Linked DNA regions of Mus musculus: region 1 is linked to region 2. The links are chromatin contacts, called in public Hi-C maps. All regions are on one chromosome and are shown on one strand. Each heading gives the region's core, a stretch centred on a gene start, on an enhancer-like site or on the middle of the called end of the contact. The rest is flanking DNA. Distances are from core to core; before and after follow the strand shown.

Region 1 (3,283 bases), core at 228-2,727, 49 kb before region 2:
GGAAGGGTTGGCCATTAGCACGCCTACAACACCAGCACAGACAATAATCATGTTTTTATTACATGAGGGAGCTTGCCTTTGCCCTCCCTTCATCTCCAGTCGTGCCCTTGCCTACCAGCATCACATCCGTCTTGTCTGCATTGAACCTCAACCAGTTGGTTCTTAACCACGTCCGAAACTCAGCCAGGCACTGGGAGAATCGAGCCACCACACCATCTGGATTAAAGGAAAGAAAGCCTCAGTAGCAAAGAGACAGAGACAGTTACCTCAAGCTCACTCAGTCTCACATTTTCAAAAGATGTCCCAGAACCAGGTCAACCGCCCCGTGGGAATTTCAGCAAAATGAAACAAAGATTGAGTCCTGCAATTTATAAGCAATGCTAAAGATTACAAAGAACCCAATAATTACATTTCTGTATTTCACCCATGATTTGAGAAAAGTCTAGTCAATTCCGGGTCATCTCCGTTAAGCGGTCTTAGAAACCTAGCTGGTCTTAAAATTGCCTAAGGTCTTCTGCAAAATTACAAAAATTGAGGTTTAATAGAAAAACTGAAGCCCTCCCCGGGAGTGGGGGAAGAGACTTGCCCAAGGTCACACAACATGCAAGGACCAGAGATGGGAACCAGGCCAGCAAGCATCTACATTACAAGCTAAAAGAATAAGGCCACTCGCGGGGGAGATAGGCACTGGGAGCGGCTGGTTCCCTGCAATGCTGTCTCTGAGTCTCTCGCCCCTCTAGCTCCCTCCGACAACGGCAGGTTGACCCAGGTTGCGCCTATCACCTCAAGGGATGCTCTGCTAAGAGAGCCAACCTCAACTGGCTGGACAGCTAGAGAAATCAGGGGCACAGAGGTGGAGCCACGGGGGAGTGGCCAGGAAGCCACACCCCTGCCGCGGAGCGAGGGCCGACCGAAAAGGGCGGGAGCTGGCCTGCCCGCCCCGCAAACTCACTCCGCAGCGTAATCCCGGCGCGCCGCGGAAGCGGCGAAGATTGGGCGCCGCCGCCGCCACCGCGAAGGCCGAAAGACCGGGGAGGGGCGGGGCGGAAACTACGCATGCGCGCCAGACGGCAGCGCCTCCAAGCCGCCAGCCCTCCCGGTACACTCGGGCAGCCCCGCCCCGGAAGTTAGGAGTCTTCCGGGCGGCGCTCTCCCGTGGGGGGAGGGGAAGTGGGGAAAAGGAGACTGCGAGCGCCCCTGGGGCCCCGGTTCCCGATCGAAGGATGGGTAAGATGGTCTGTGGAGGCTGCACTTACAGCCGCCGCTGCTGCCGCCGCCTCCGCTGCTGCCGCCGCCGCCTGGAGACGCCCCATCCATCCGCCTGCAGCCGGGAGACTCGCAGCCTGGGAGGGGCCTAGGGCCTGGGCCGCCCGCCTCCTCCGAATCGTCGCCCGAGCTTCCTCCAGCTCCACCAACCCTCTACCCTCCCCTCCGCCTCCGCCCTCCTCCTCCACCTCGAGCGGCCAGCCAACCGCGCGGCCGCTTCTTGAGCCAGGCTCCGCGGTCGCCATGGCGCCCGGCAAACATTCCTGAGCTGCTGAGCGGGCAGTTGGGAGTCCGGGCATCGCCGAACCTGCTGGGGAAGGGGGCGCCGAGCCCTGGTCTAAAAAGTCACCACCATGCATAGCTCTCCGACGAGCACCCGCAAGCAGGCCAGCTTCGCCGCGTAAGTTCCGCACTAGATCCGTGTGGCCCGTTCCTCTAGATCCCGGAGAGACAGCCAGCCCTTCGGTTTGGAAAGGGGTTCCCAACGCATTCGATCCCGCGGAGCCCCCCAGGCAGCGCCGGATCCTCTGGCTTGATTCGGTCTGTGTAAAAACTCCCGCTGCCGTGCTAGACCGGAGTTTGTCGAGGACCACCCTGCCTATTTCTTCCAAGCGCTTTTTCTTGTATTCTTTCATTAGGTCTCTCAACTTCCAAGCTGTCTCGTGTTCTGGCTCCTTGGTCTCTGAGCAACCAAAGCTAATTTTAATATGTACGCCAGCAGAGGATTTTTTTTTTTCATCTCTTTCTGCCAGCTTACCTTAAGACTCTTAACTGCTTAGTTCATGCCGCTAAGCTAGGAGAAAGGCCCAAAGATAATGTGGACTCGTGTGGCGTTGAACTTGGAAGTGGTTTGAATTTTCATTAAAATATTCCCCCTTTCATGCTCGAACATTTCAGTGGTTTTGCGGTCTTCCCAGAGCAGCCACATCTTTTCTTCCAACATCCTCTCAGCTAATTCGCCCTTTGAACTTACTGAAAGTTCTGAGGAGAGAGCCTTGCATTTGCCCTTGAGTTAAGTGCTCAGCCTTACATCGCTTCTCCGAAAAAGCGCTTTCCAATAGCTTACAACAGTCGGTTGGCACTTTAGTTGTTAACTAGCCAGTCACCAGCTTTGATCTAAATGACCACTTACTTTACTGAGTTTTGAAATGCTTCAGTTAGCTAATAGGACATTTTTCAATCTTCACTAGGCTCGTGGCTAGTTTCTGCTGTTATGTATCAATGTCTGTTTGTGTTTATAGATCAGGGTCTTTCGCCCTGTGTAGCCCTGGCTGATATGGAACTGGTTTGAAAGTGCTGGGATTAAATAAAGGCTTGGGCCACCTGGCCTGGCCTTCTTTTTCAAAATAGTTTACTAATCTGTCTCCTTCCTAAATATGTGTTGTGGAGGCAGGTGGTTCACTTCGTTGTTGCCTTGTGCCTTTCAAAGTTAAGTATATGCATGATTCACAAGTTTTCTTATCTCTTCAAGATCTCTCTCAAGAAAACAAAACTGAAGCAATTACACCCAGTGTGCTCGAAATTCATCCTCAGCGCTGTAATTTACTGCCCCTTTGTTTCCAGTCCGCAGCCATCCCAGTTCATTAAACTGCAACCCTTGCACTTCCTCGGTATGGGTCCTGCATCTTTACTGCCAAGCATTGAGGGCCACTTCACTTCGTCAAGTAGCTGTGCTCTCCAGACCTAACAGTCATTTCTGCATTGGAATAGCTGGCTGAATCGTCTGCTTGCCAACACCCTCCACATAGTAGTCTGCACAAAACTTCCTTAAGCTTTTCCCTTTCCCTCTGAGCTCCCTTTCTTCCAAGTCCCCACGGGATCTGGCTTTGGATTATGCCCCTTGAGTATGATGTAACATCCCGCAGCACGCACACACACGCACATATACACACACATAGGCCAGGAACGCTATTACGCTTCGAGTTTATCCCCATGAGTATATTATATTCTCCAGGTTTTTTTTTTTCCTTAGTTTTTCAAGACAGGGTTTCTGGAACTCTCTGTAAACCAGGCTGGC
Region 2 (3,152 bases), core at 617-3,116:
TTTTATGCTAGGCTAGCTGGCCATTGAGGTTTTAGGATGTGTGCATTTCTGCCCTACAATAGGGGCTGTGAGCATGTGCAACCATATTCAGCTGTGTGTGTGTTCTGGAGATTCAAATTTAGGTCCTTATGCTTGTAGAACAAGAACTCTTATCCACTAAGCCACCTCCCCAGCTTTGAGATGGATACTTTCTAAGGTAAAGTTGTTGATCCCCATCCGAACAACAACAAAAAAAAGGGCACAGAGTTTGTTTTGTAATCTCAAAGTACAGCATGTGACGGTACCACTCTGGCCCAGTCACTGAATGATCAGAAAGTGTGTTCGCAGAAAGTTTCAGTAGGCTGGGGTCACCACTCAGGTACCCTGTCACTTTGGCCGTGTATTCCGGTAGATCTAGTGGTATGTAATGCCACTAAGTGTCAGGGATAGAGATGCTATTTGGCAGGCTCTGCCCTGTTGGTGCAGAGGGTAATGACATGTCTGGCTTAACTTAAGAACACGAACCTGAAGAGCCTGAAGAAACTTTGCAAGTGGAAAATCTTAAGGTAGCAGAGGACGAGCCGAAGAAGGAAGATGAAGAAGAAGTGGAAATGGAACTAGAGCTAGAGATAGCTACGGAACAGTCAACAATACCGGCTAATTTGGAACGGCTCTGGTCTTTCTCCTGTGACTTAACGAAAGGCCTCAACGTGAGCAGCCTTTCCTGGAATAAAGCAAACCCAGTAAGTCACCAAATGCTGTAACAGCCCAAGTCTAGCGCTTAAGCTGCAATTCTTTTGTAAATTTTTATTTATTTCATATGTATGCGTATAGTGTGTGTATGTGTGCGCACATGCATCCAGAGGACAACTGTCATGACTCAGTTCTCTACTTTCAACTCACGGAGGCAGGGTTTCTCATTTCTGCTGCCCTGTGTTCTCCGGGCTAGCTAGCCAGAATTTCAGATTATTCTCCCGTCTCTAGCTTTTTGTGAGTTCCAGACATCGAACTCAGGTCATTGGGTGTGTGCAGCAAATGCTTTTACTCAATGAACCACCTTGCTGGTTCTTACTGGCGAATTCTAAAATGGAGGGGTTTTGCTTGGTCTGTGTGTGTGTGTGTGTGTGTGTGTGTGTGTGTGTTTATTCAGACTTGGGCAAAAGAGTTTTGCCTGGCTATATAACACCTACTTTTAAAATATCTCTGAACAAAATTTATATTTGAAAAAGGAGAAAATGCAAATAGTTGCATATTTCTCCTTACATATAAACATATTAACATCTTTATTTTAAGCGTGTGCTGGCCACATGGTATCCGCTAAATCCATGTCGGATGATGTGATCTATACTAGAAAATGGTGTGTGGTTGGCTTATTTATCTGAAAGTCGTATCCCTAAATTATTCTCCTCCAAGCTGTCATAGCTGGAAGGGTATACTTAATCCAGTGATCATGCCAATATGTAAACCACTCGTGAGCTTCCTTAGTAATAATGTTATTGATATCATTAGATGCATAGGCAGCACTTCATACATACCAGGTACTACTTAAAGTATTTTCTTATGATTTTAATTTTATCCTTTTAAATGATGTGTATGTGTGTTTGTGAATATGCACATGTGAGCGCAATGTCCTAGGAAGACAAAGGCTACTGATCCACTGGAGCTGGAGTGAGAGGTGTTCGTGAGCACAGTGTGGGTCCTGGGAAAGCGATCTCAGATCCTCTGGAAGAGCAGAACATGCTTTTAGTTGCCCATCTACCTCTCTAGCCTCGTGCTGAGTCAGACCATCCACTTGGTTGAGGCACCAAGATGATAAGCAATTTCTCCAACCTCACCCAAACAGGAAATGGAGCTGCCAGAATTCAGGTGCAGACATCTGGCCAGAGAAGCTCCAACGTCATCTTGAGGCAGATAAACTAGGGCAGTGGGTTTCAATCTGTGGGTTGTGCCCCTCCCTCCAAGTGATCATCAGAAAACGCAGATATTTACATTATGATTCATAAAAGTAGCACACTTATAGCTATGAAGTAGCAATGAAAGTAATTTTCATTACTACAGGGTCACCACAACATGAAGAACTGTATTAAAGGGTCACAGCATTAGGAAGGTTAAGAACCACTGAGCTGGAGGCTGGTTTATTTGTTGTTAAAGGAGACTATGTATACAGTAACAAAGCTGGTGTTCTCCTGGGTTTTACAAAATACTTCAAAAGGTATTTCCCAACTAGACATTCCAAATAGCATCTCAGGAGTAACTGCATCTTTGAAATAGATATTTAGTGTACTTTAAGCTCAGAACCTTCTGTATACTAAGCGAGTGCCCCAGCTGCAGCCCCAGCTCCTGACCTTGCCCTCTGTCTTAGCAGTGTTTGTAAACAGTCTGTTAGTAAGCACCTGCATGCGTTGGCTACAGTTTCCTGTCATCCTCTCAAGTGTCTTGTTTTGTGTTTTAGGACCTTTTGGCTGTTGGCTATGGAAACTTTGGATTTAGAGAACAAAAAAAAGGAATGGCCTGCTGCTGGTCAATAAAGAACCCCATGGTAACCCAAAGAGGAACAAGCATCCTTTTATTTAGTTAAATGTGGACACGGTGTTTGTACACTGTGTACTTGTGTATAATCGTTTAGCAAAGTCCAGGGACTGGAGAGATGGCTCAGCGGTTAAGAGCACTGACTGCTCTCCCAGAGGTCCTGAGTTCAATTCCCAGCAACCACATGGTGGCTCATAACCATCTGTAATGAGATCTGATGCCCTCTTCTGCTGTGTCTGAAGAGACCAACAGGGTACTCACATACATAAAATAAATAAATCTTTAAAAATTAATAATAATAATTCAGCAAAGTCCAGACCATTTTATCAGTCAAAACTTTTCACTTTCTTTCATATGTGTGTTCATATGTATAAGTGCACATATGCAGGTGCAAATGTGTGTGTGTATGTGTGTGTAGGTCAGAGCACACAGGCCTAGATGTTGCTATCTTGGAGTCAAAGCTTGTCTTTTTTGTGTTTTTTTTTTTGGTTTTTGTTTGTTTGTTTGTTTTTTTGAGACAGGGTTTCTCTGTATAGCCCTGGCTGTCCTGGAACTCACCTTGTAGACGAGGCTGGCCTCGAACTCAGAAATCTACCTGCCTCTGCCTCCCGAGTGCTGGGATTAAAGGCATGCACCATCATGCC

Evidence for each region. A called contact is a pair of places that touch in the nucleus more often than the background predicts.
Region 1: a contact with region 2 is called in a Hi-C map of double positive thymocytes, with 1.6 times the contacts expected there. The contact joins the promoter of Wdr78 here to the enhancer-like site in region 2. A contact is called at or near these places in 1 of 15 datasets of contacts at CTCF or cohesin (thymocytes), 5 of 484 Hi-C or Micro-C datasets (DN3 thymocytes, the P5424 cell line and double positive thymocytes), 6 of 115 datasets of contacts at active chromatin or transcription factors (CD8 T cells, the SCID.adh cell line, double positive thymocytes and 1 more) and 1 of 9 other capture datasets (adipose tissue).

Annotation. Positions count from the first base shown.
Region 1 is chr4:103,112,493-103,115,775 of GRCm38.p6, reverse strand. Wdr78 (WD repeat domain 78) reads left to right here and starts at 1,477. Exons shown (of 17, transcript NM_146254.4): 1 at 1,477-1,666. The coding sequence starts at 1,620. It also overlaps a transcript of Mier1 not described here.
Region 2 is chr4:103,063,830-103,066,981 of GRCm38.p6, reverse strand. Wdr78 (WD repeat domain 78) reads left to right here. Exons shown (of 17, transcript NM_146254.4): 9 at 496-722; 10 at 2,432-2,518. Among named protein-coding and RNA genes, the nearest start is that of Insl5, 39 kb to the right of the region's middle. Within about 2 kb of position 1,866, at least 12 of the 459 cell types and tissues checked have an H3K27ac peak or open chromatin away from gene starts, as enhancers often do. A contact at or near this core is called in the P5424 cell line, the SCID.adh cell line and double positive thymocytes, where this site is marked.